Regions from separate parts of the Capra hircus genome. Here region 2 is linked to region 1. The links are chromatin contacts, called in public Hi-C maps. All regions are on one chromosome and are shown on one strand. The core of a region is the stretch at or near the end of the contact, and the rest is flanking DNA. Distances in the headings are between cores, read along the strand shown.

Region 1 (4,233 bases), core at 926-3,425:
CGGCTTCCTGGAACTGCTGGAGTGAATTATTTGCTATCGAGATGATTAGCGCTCAGCCACCCTGTGGTACCAACCACGTCGCTGGGATGTGCCAATGGCCTCATTAGAAGTATTAGCTCCCAAGATGCCAGCTTCCCAATTAGCATTTGCTGCTTGTGCGGGAGCAACACAGTCTTCTTTTTGCCTTTCTTTCTCATCTTGGGTTACCTAGTCACGCATCCGTGGAACATCGAGAACAAGCCTCCAGCCTGCACTAACTCTGGCACCTCTGATGAACCGGAAACCTAGCAACGGAGGGAGCGGGAAGAGGCGCTCGAGGGGCCAGCGCGGGTGTCGCTGTGACCCGTCAGTGACTTATCCAGCCTCGCCTGATGCCTTCAGAGGTTCTCATGATTCGATTTCAGGCTCGAGAGGAGAGCCCAGGACGTGATGGGTACTGTGGCGAGAGCCGGGAGGCAGAGATGGCCCTCAAAGGCACGCTGGTTCTCCAGGGGACGGCCAGCCTCCTCGTGGGGCTTTGGTCAGTGGGGTCGCGTGGAGGCGATGGGCGTTTAGCCAATGGGAGCCCAAACCTTCGTTCCTCTGGCTTCTTGGATGACCCCCCTGACTCGAGCTGGTCCTCACCCGGCGATAAGCCCTGTTCTCCAGGGCCTCCAGGGTGAGCCTTAACTAGGGTGCGAGTCCCGTGTCCCACCTGCCACAGGGGCCCCCCTTGCTTCCCCCGGCAGAGCACAAGCGCCTGGTCACGCGATGACCCCCAGCCGGCTCAGCCTGGGCGGACGTACCTGAAGGCCGAGCCTCGAGGACGTAGCGGGTGATGGGCCCTTTGCCTGGGTCTCCGCTGGACCAGTGAATGGCAATGGCTGAGCTGTACCGCACGATGATGGGCACTCCGGGCGGGCCGGGGGCACCTGCAAGCACACACACGGTGGGCGAGGGGATGCCCCAGAGCGGGGCCAGGCACCCCGCCTGTCTCCCTGAGCTCCAGTAGGAGGATCCAAGTGCAAAGCCCCGGCCAGGGTCTCTGGAACCCCTCCACATGCCGTGCCCTCAAGAAGTGTATCCCGGCCAGGCCTGCAGGACCTGACTTACTCTCCACCAGGTCACCCACAGCCCCTGCCTTCCAGGAGAGGTGTGTGGGGTGATGCCACAAAGGCCCCCAGCTGCACTGGCTCTAAGGGCGAGGCCAGAGAGGAGGCCAAGGCCGCAGGAGGATCTGGGGCCCCTGCCACCATGAGGGAGGAAGGACCTAGCCCTGCCCCGGGGATGGGCTCTCCTGGGGTGACAGGTGCCTCAGGGGCCACTGGGGGTGCCAGCCCCAGGGCCCAGAGCACGAGGGAGGAGCTTGTTCTGTAGGCAGAGGACAGAGCCTGCTCTGTCCACAGAGCGTCCTGTGCCCCTTCCTCGCCAGGGGGCCCTGCCTTGCTGGCTCCTACGGCCCCCAGGGGCCCCGCCTGCTGTTCCCCATGCACCTGGAGCCCTGCCTCCTGGGAGCCTGGACATAGCAGGTGCTTCCTCCATGCTTGGGGGACAAGGGAGCAAAGCAGGCAGTGGGGTGTGGGCAGCAGGCTGGCCCGGGGCCTCGGGGGAAGGAGCCGAGAGCCCAGCTTCAGACTGAAGCACCTCCAGGCCCCGGGGGAGGTGACCGGCCAGATGGCAGGCCAGGGGCTCACCTCCTGAGCCTGGCGGCCCATGACCCAGCCCTGCCCACGGCCTCGGAGGGCCTCAGAGCCTGCCTGCCTGCCTGCCTGCCTTCCTTCCTTCCTCCCTTCCCGCACCAGCATCCTGCCCACAGCCCAGGACAAAGGTGGAGGGCCTGGGGCCTGTGGGACGCTGCCCGAGGCGGGTGTGAGCAGTGGGGTGGGGCTCCCAGGACCCCAGGCTCTCACTCCCTCCAAGGCAGCACCTGGGGTGGAGTGCAGCTGTCATCCAGACTAGAAGCTTCCAGCCCACCCGCGGAGCTGGCCTGGAGGGAAGAGGGTGCCAGGCTGCACGTCCACTGACCCCTCCTCCAGCGGGCACAGCGCGGCGCTTTCTCAGAGCCTGTTCCTTCATGCTTCCTCCCCGCCCCCCACCCAACCCCGACACTTCAGGCCTCAGGTTAGAACACCGTGTCCTCCAGGCGGGCCTCTCCAGGCCCCCCCGCCCCTGCTCTGTCCCCCTGGTCCCCCGCCAGCTCCCTTCCTGCTTTTGTTTCCCTGGGAAGCGGCTCAGGTGAGAGGCGCCTGCCTGCCTGGGGAGGGGCTGGGGGCAGGTGGGAGGGCAGCTCCCTGGCAAGCTGCCCGCTGCGGCCCTGCAGGCTGTGTTCCAACCCTGGGAGCCTTGGGAGCCAGACTGCCCTTCTCCAGAACCAGAGGCGGGGAGAAAGCTCCCAGTAGGAGAGTGAAGGGTGGCCGCCTGGAACCCGCTTCCACTGGGCAGCAGAGGCCGCCCGGCCGGGTCAGCCCCTCCAAGCTCAGGGAGGCGGGCAAGGAGGATGCGGAGGAGGGGCTTCAGGGGGAGCATGGTGGGGGGCTGTGTATGTTCTCGGTGGGGGCGGGGGGACAGGAATCCAGAGAGTCTGGGAGGCGGCCTCTACATCAGGAGAGGACATCCAGCATGAAAGAGGCCCTGGGGGGCTAAGCCTCAGCCTCAAGAAGAAGAGTTCCCCCAGCCTGAGGACGACCCCAGGGAGGGTCACAAAGCCCAGACGAAGCTACTCTTTCTTCCCTGGTCCCCAGTGCGCCCCATCACCCCGGGACCAGCACACAGGGCCTGGCCTGCCCCCTGACGCTGCCCCTCTGTCCCCTGTCTAGGGAGCATGGGGCCAGCAGGCTTCCCTGGACCCGGTTCCACACCTGCAGACCCCCAGAGCCCTGGTTCTCACAGCAGGTACCTGAGAGCCACTTGGGCTCTTTCGTTCAAATGCACATCCCCAGGGATGCTCGGGCCCCAGGAATCAGCATTATCACGAGAACCCCAGGGGTTCTGACATCAGTGTCTCCTTGAGAAATGCTCTGATGGCACAGGTGACCCCTGCAGCCCGACTGGCCCTCCCTCACAGCTGGCCACCCCACCCCTCCTCTGCCTCAGCCGCCGTCAGAATCCTACGGAATGCTGGTCTCTTTTCCCACGCGTCCATACAAATGCCGCTCCCCGTGCGGTGTTCTGGAATCGCTGCCTTTGTTTATTTTGTTTTTAAATTTAAAAAATTGTTTTTAATTAATTTATACGGCTTCACTGGGTCTTAGTTGCGGCAGGCAGGATTTTGATCTTAGCTGCGGCATATGAACCCTCAGGTGGGGGCCTGTGCGATCTAGCTCCCTGATCAGGAATGGAATCTCCTGCGTTGGGAGCGAGGGGTCTTAGCCAATGGACCATCAGGGATGTCCCCCCTTTAAGTGCCCCTCTTCTCCTCCCCGATCCTTCCCCTCAGGCCCACCCCACGTCAGAAGGGGGCCCCACACCCACCCAAGGCTCCCCTACCTTCTCCAGGGCCTGTGGTGACGTTGGCTTCGATCTCAGGCCCGTAGGTGAAGGTCTTGGCTCTGATGCGGAACCTGTAGGTCATCCCCTCCGCCAGGTCCTTCACCTTCAGCCACAGGGGGCTGCTGCCCTTCACATCTACCGTCACGATCTTACTGACCCCTGTGGGGAAGCACATGGCCTGTGAGGGCCGCAGGCCCTGGCCGGGGAGGCCGGCGGGGAGGGAATGGTCAGCGCTGGCCAGGGGCCGCACCCCCTGGAGTCAGGCTGGGACCAGCACCCTTGACCACATGGAGTGTTTCCAAGACCATTCTCAGAACAGAGTCCTGTAAGCTGTCCTCAAAAATATATACATTTATGCTGCCTGCCTGTCTTTTCTTGAGTGAAAAACCACAGCGTCCTCTAGCATCTGCAGGGAAAAATCAACTATCTCGTTTAATTTAACCATCGTACCTCACACATTGGTTCCCCCACATCCCATCCCTTAGAAATCACATTCCAAGGACCATCTTTTAGGAAGTGCTTCAGTAAAGACAGCGACATCCATCTGGAGTCGGAGGGTACACACGCGTGGCTGTACCCACAGCCCAGGACAACCTCAGATCCGGCCCGGCTCCCTCCCTCCGCAGTGCCAGCGAGAGCTGGGGGCTCACGCTGGCCCTCCATCAGCTGCACCCACCAGGCTCTTCAGGGCCAAAGTGAGGACGCTATGGCGCCCCGAATCTTAGCTACTAGCGGGGAGGCTGGGAAGGTCTCCAGGAGGTGAGG
Region 2 (4,233 bases), core at 999-3,498, 84 kb before region 1:
CCAACAGAGACCTACTGTATAGCATGGGGAACTGTACTCAGTATTTTTTAATAACATAATGGAAAAAGATCTGAAAAAAGTGTGTATATATATATATATATATAAATGAATCACTTTGCTGTACCCTGAAACTAACACAACATTGTAAATCAACTGTACTTAAGAAAAAAGAAAAAAGCCTGCAACTTAGCGCTTTCCAGGGCCAAAAGGAACACCACAATGTCAATTCCACTGGTTTCCAAACAGGTCTATTCTATACCTCGGGCTTCTGCAAAGCAAGGTCTCGCCTGAGCCCGAAGAACGCCATGGCTGCCCCAGAATTCAACCCCCGCCCTTTCGCAGTTCTCTCATTTCGCAAAGGAGGACACCGTGGCTCAGAGAGGAGAGACCCCGCGTCCACACTGTGTGCTTGCAGCTGTCCGCGTGGGCTCTCTGCACAGCGCTCCCTCTGGGCTCCAGCCTTCGGAAGAAGGGAGGTGACCCCCCTCCCCCCGACCCCGGGACTGGCGAGCAGGGGCAGAGGCGGCCTTTTCGGCGCCGCCCGGTGCGGCTGTCCGTTCCTCTGTCCGCCAGCAGGTGGCGCCCGCACCCCGCCTGCCGTCGGCCGGGCCGCAACGGCTGGTACGTTTGCGACGGGCACTCATCCACTTACAGGGCCAGGACCCCCGCTTCCTAGCTCCTTTCAGCGGCCCTTTCCCGCTGCTACATCTCCCCAACAATAGTTTTTAAGTAAAACTATTCCTTCCAGTAAGACCGATAATTACACTTCGATATGCACAGTATATCTAATAGAGATATTCATTCATTTGCTCCAAGAGCCAAAAAAGAAAAAAACCTGGCTTACACATCACAACCCTGGTGTCCACACAGGCCCTCACGCTGGGGATTGCTCCAGGGCAGACAGGGACCTGGTCCTGTTCCCAAGCCAGGCCCAGCACAGCCCCCAGTCCCCCAAGGAAACCAGGCAAGGTTAATTAAAAGAATAAAGAGTCGTTTAAGCTTATGACCAAGGGGGACCAGGCTCCGGATAAACTCGGTCCTTTCCTACAAGGAACGCAGCCCTCACGAACTGCGCCACTGGCCGGGAGGGGCAGGAAACAGGATTTGAGCCTGAGGGAAGCTCTTGTTGACCCTGAGAGGGGGCGCCTTCTTCCTGGATACCCAGGACTCCCCCGACCCCATCAACACTAACGAGGAACAGCTGCCCGCAGCCCGCTGACATCTCAAAGCCCAGCCGCCTGGCTCAGAGGTGTCCCTGGAGGCTGGCCCCTCTCCCTCCGAATCCCCCTTCCGAATACAGTGTGAAAACCACTGGACTAGATAATCCTTAAGGCTTCTTCCAGCTCTGAAAAGCACTGAACTGTGAAAGTTTATCGGGAAAGCTAAGGCCTGAAACCCATGCACAGATCCCGTTCTTAAAGGAGGCGGTGGCTTCCCCCTGCACGGCCCCTCGGACGACCAGAGAAAGATGGGTCAGAGGGAGGGGACACGCGGGTCCACAGCTGACCACACAAGGTCCCTGCAGGGGCCGAACTTCTGAAGCTTGTGACTGCCCCTTCAGTGACGCTGTGGTAGTTTAGTCGCTCAGTTGGGTCTGACTCTTTGCCGCTCCATGGACTGCCCCATCCTCTGTCCATGGGATTTCCCAGGCAAGAACACTGGAGTGGGTTGCCGTTTCCTTCTCCAGGGGATCTTCCCAACCCAGGAAACGAACCTGGGTCTCCTGCACTGCAGGGGGATTCTCTACTGACTGAGCTAGGACAGGAGCACCCAATCAGTGATGCCAGTTTTCCGTTTAGGGAAGCGATGTGAAGCTGTCTTCTGAAGGAAGTGAAAAATAGCGAGACAGTTGAAAGAGGAGGCAATGGGGCAGGTGCATCCAGCCTCACCGTGAAAGTGTGGGCTGTTTGGGAAACACTGGCTCCGACCCTCCCTGGGGCTCCAGATACTGCCTCCTTTCCAGACAGCCTGTGTGGCTGTGTGATTAGCCGGACAGGGCAGGGTAACAATTCGGCCTTTGATTCCCGCCCCACCCTCCCCTTCCCTGGGGCGGGGCGGGGGTGGGGAGGATGGGCTTCGTGTGCCTGAGTCTGGCAGGGCAGTGGAGCAGGGCTCAGAAGACAGGTCCGATTTTTCTAGAGGGTTGGAGAAGCAGGGTGGCCTGGGCTGCCACCTGGGATGCTCGAGACCTCCTTTGGGGGCCCTTCCCAAACCTCCTTCCCCTCCCTCGGGGCGGGGGGCAGCACAGGAAGGGGCATCGCCCACCGGACTTGAAGAAGTGGCCCTCGGGCATCCTGGCAACATCGTACTGGTGCAGGAACTTGCACTGGTCACCCTTCTTGCACGCCACCCGCTTCTCCCTGCCCCCCGCCTCGGTCGTGCCGCAACGGGCACAGCTTCCCTGGGGACCCAGAGCACCTGGCTGGGGGCTCCATGCACCCAGAGCCTGGCCCATCTCAGCCCTAGCAGGAGGTACTGGCGTCCCTTCCCCTGGCAGAGGCTAGAACTGGGGGCCAGAGATGGCTTAACAGCCCCCAGCCCTCTCTGCCCGACATGATGCTCTGGCCCTTCTCGAACCGCAAGAATGCCCCCCCACAAAGCACCCATCACACCCCATCCCCTCCAGCCTGACTTTGCAGGGGTGAGGCTGGGGGTAGGGGGGTGTATGGTTTCCAGCCCTGGTCTCTCCAGCCCCCAACCCAGCAAGGTCCCAGCACAAAGGAAGAACTCGTTAAGGGCCTGCGGAACCCATGTCTTAAAAAATAATACAAACGCTGTTTCCTGATTCCGGAGATCTAAGGTGGTGACGTGAGAGCCAACCTTGTAACAATTCAGAAGGAAATGGAAAGGTTATATTTCGCTCTTTGTCGGTCTTCGTTCAGGCTGTCTTGCCATCGGCAGGAAAGATACCCCTCAGTTTCTAAACAGGACCAGTGTTGTGCTGAGCCAACTCTCTGGTAGCATTTTTGGGGTGCTGGGGAGGTGTTCCTTCTGATGGTCTTACTCTCCACCTCTGGCCATTGGCTCACCTGGCTCTGACCTTTCAGACCTAAGAACACTTTTATTTCTTTGCAAGAGGGTATCTCTGTGAAACCCTGCTCTAGAGACTGGATGGACCAAGCTGAGGATTCAAAGCCTGGAGTAACCAACCAGTTCATTTCTCCTCCTCACCCCACTGTCCAGGGCTGCCCCAAACATAAACTAGTCACATGGCCACACGGGCTCCCGGTCCCCTGCCTGGCCTCCCAGCTTCCCCAGAGCAGAATCACTTGGATCCTAAAAGCAGGTCCTAAACTCATTCCGAGTTTCTCAACCCGGCTCTCTAGAGGAGACCCCCAAACCGGAGGCAAGGCTTCTGGGGGCAACTGGATTTCTACAGGAAGAGCCCATGAGTGGTTCAGAAGCCAAAAGATGGGAACCCCTGATTTATGTCAGCCCCCCCTCACAGAATGTCTTCACTGGGGGAGAGGGGTTTGGAAGAGTGCACGGTTGGGCCCCATTGGGGAGAGGGAGACATGTTTCTGAGACTGCAGCCTGAGCTTTCTTAGGACACAGGAATGGAGGGGGCCGCTGAACAGGTCCCAGATTAACTCAGAGGGTCAGGAAGGAAAACCCTCTCCTGGCCAGGGGAGAATTATGAACTCAGGGGCCTCCTGGGAGCAAACACGTGACACCCACAAACACTCCCACCTACAGCTGGGCAGAAAGAAGGGACTGTCTCCTTGCAGGCAGCCGTGCCTGCCCTAATGGATGCTATGCAGTCAGGGACATCCCTGGGAGGTGGTGGGTAGCCCCCTTGATGGCCCCACCCACTTGCCCTTTGCCCTGAGAATGAACTCATGCCCTTCCTACCTCCCCTTCCTCACGTGCAAATCCAGCACCCCAGTCCCAGCCAAGCTGAACCCTTGCCAGCCCTCACCTCTGCCCACTCACCTTTCTCACAGAGCCCTTTGGTGAAGAAGGTGCACAGAGCTATGCCCGACTCTGGGAGCGAAGAAGGCAGAAGGGACGCTGTGGCGGCCGGAGGGCCTTCAGTCCCTGCCCCCCGAGGCGTGGACCTCTAGGTGCTGGCCTCCGGGAACCAGCCTCTGGACTCAACAGCGCCCTGAACTCTGCAGTGGAGATGAAGGACTAGGGGCCCAAGGCCAGCCTGGCGCTCAGGCGGCCCGTGGGGTCGTCCCAGTTTCTTTCAATTGACCCCTCTAAGGTCTCTGCTTGACCAGCAGCCAGCCC

What was found. Hi-C and Micro-C count contacts between places; a contact is called where the count stands out from the background.
Region 2: a Hi-C map of blood shows a contact between it and region 1, with 4 times the contacts expected there. The contact joins two enhancer-like sites. A contact is called at or near these places in 3 of 5 Hi-C or Micro-C datasets (blood and liver).

Annotation. Positions count from the first base shown.
Region 1 is chr19:57,178,238-57,182,470 of ARS1.2, reverse strand. SDK2 (protein sidekick-2) reads right to left here. Exons shown (of 45, transcript XM_018063889.1): 39 at 3,466-3,627; 40 at 786-911. Among named protein-coding and RNA genes, the nearest start is that of CDC42EP4, 44 kb to the left of the region's middle. Within about 2 kb of position 2,175, at least 2 of the 5 cell types and tissues checked have an H3K27ac peak or open chromatin away from gene starts, as enhancers often do.
Region 2 is chr19:57,262,591-57,266,823 of ARS1.2, reverse strand. CPSF4L (putative cleavage and polyadenylation specificity factor subunit 4-like protein) reads right to left here. Exons shown (of 8, transcript XM_018064031.1): 4 at 3,934-3,984; 5 at 2,370-2,401; 6 at 2,266-2,368. Among named protein-coding and RNA genes, the nearest start is that of CPSF4L, 14 kb to the right of the region's middle. Within about 2 kb of position 2,248, at least 1 of the 5 cell types and tissues checked has an H3K27ac peak or open chromatin away from gene starts, as enhancers often do.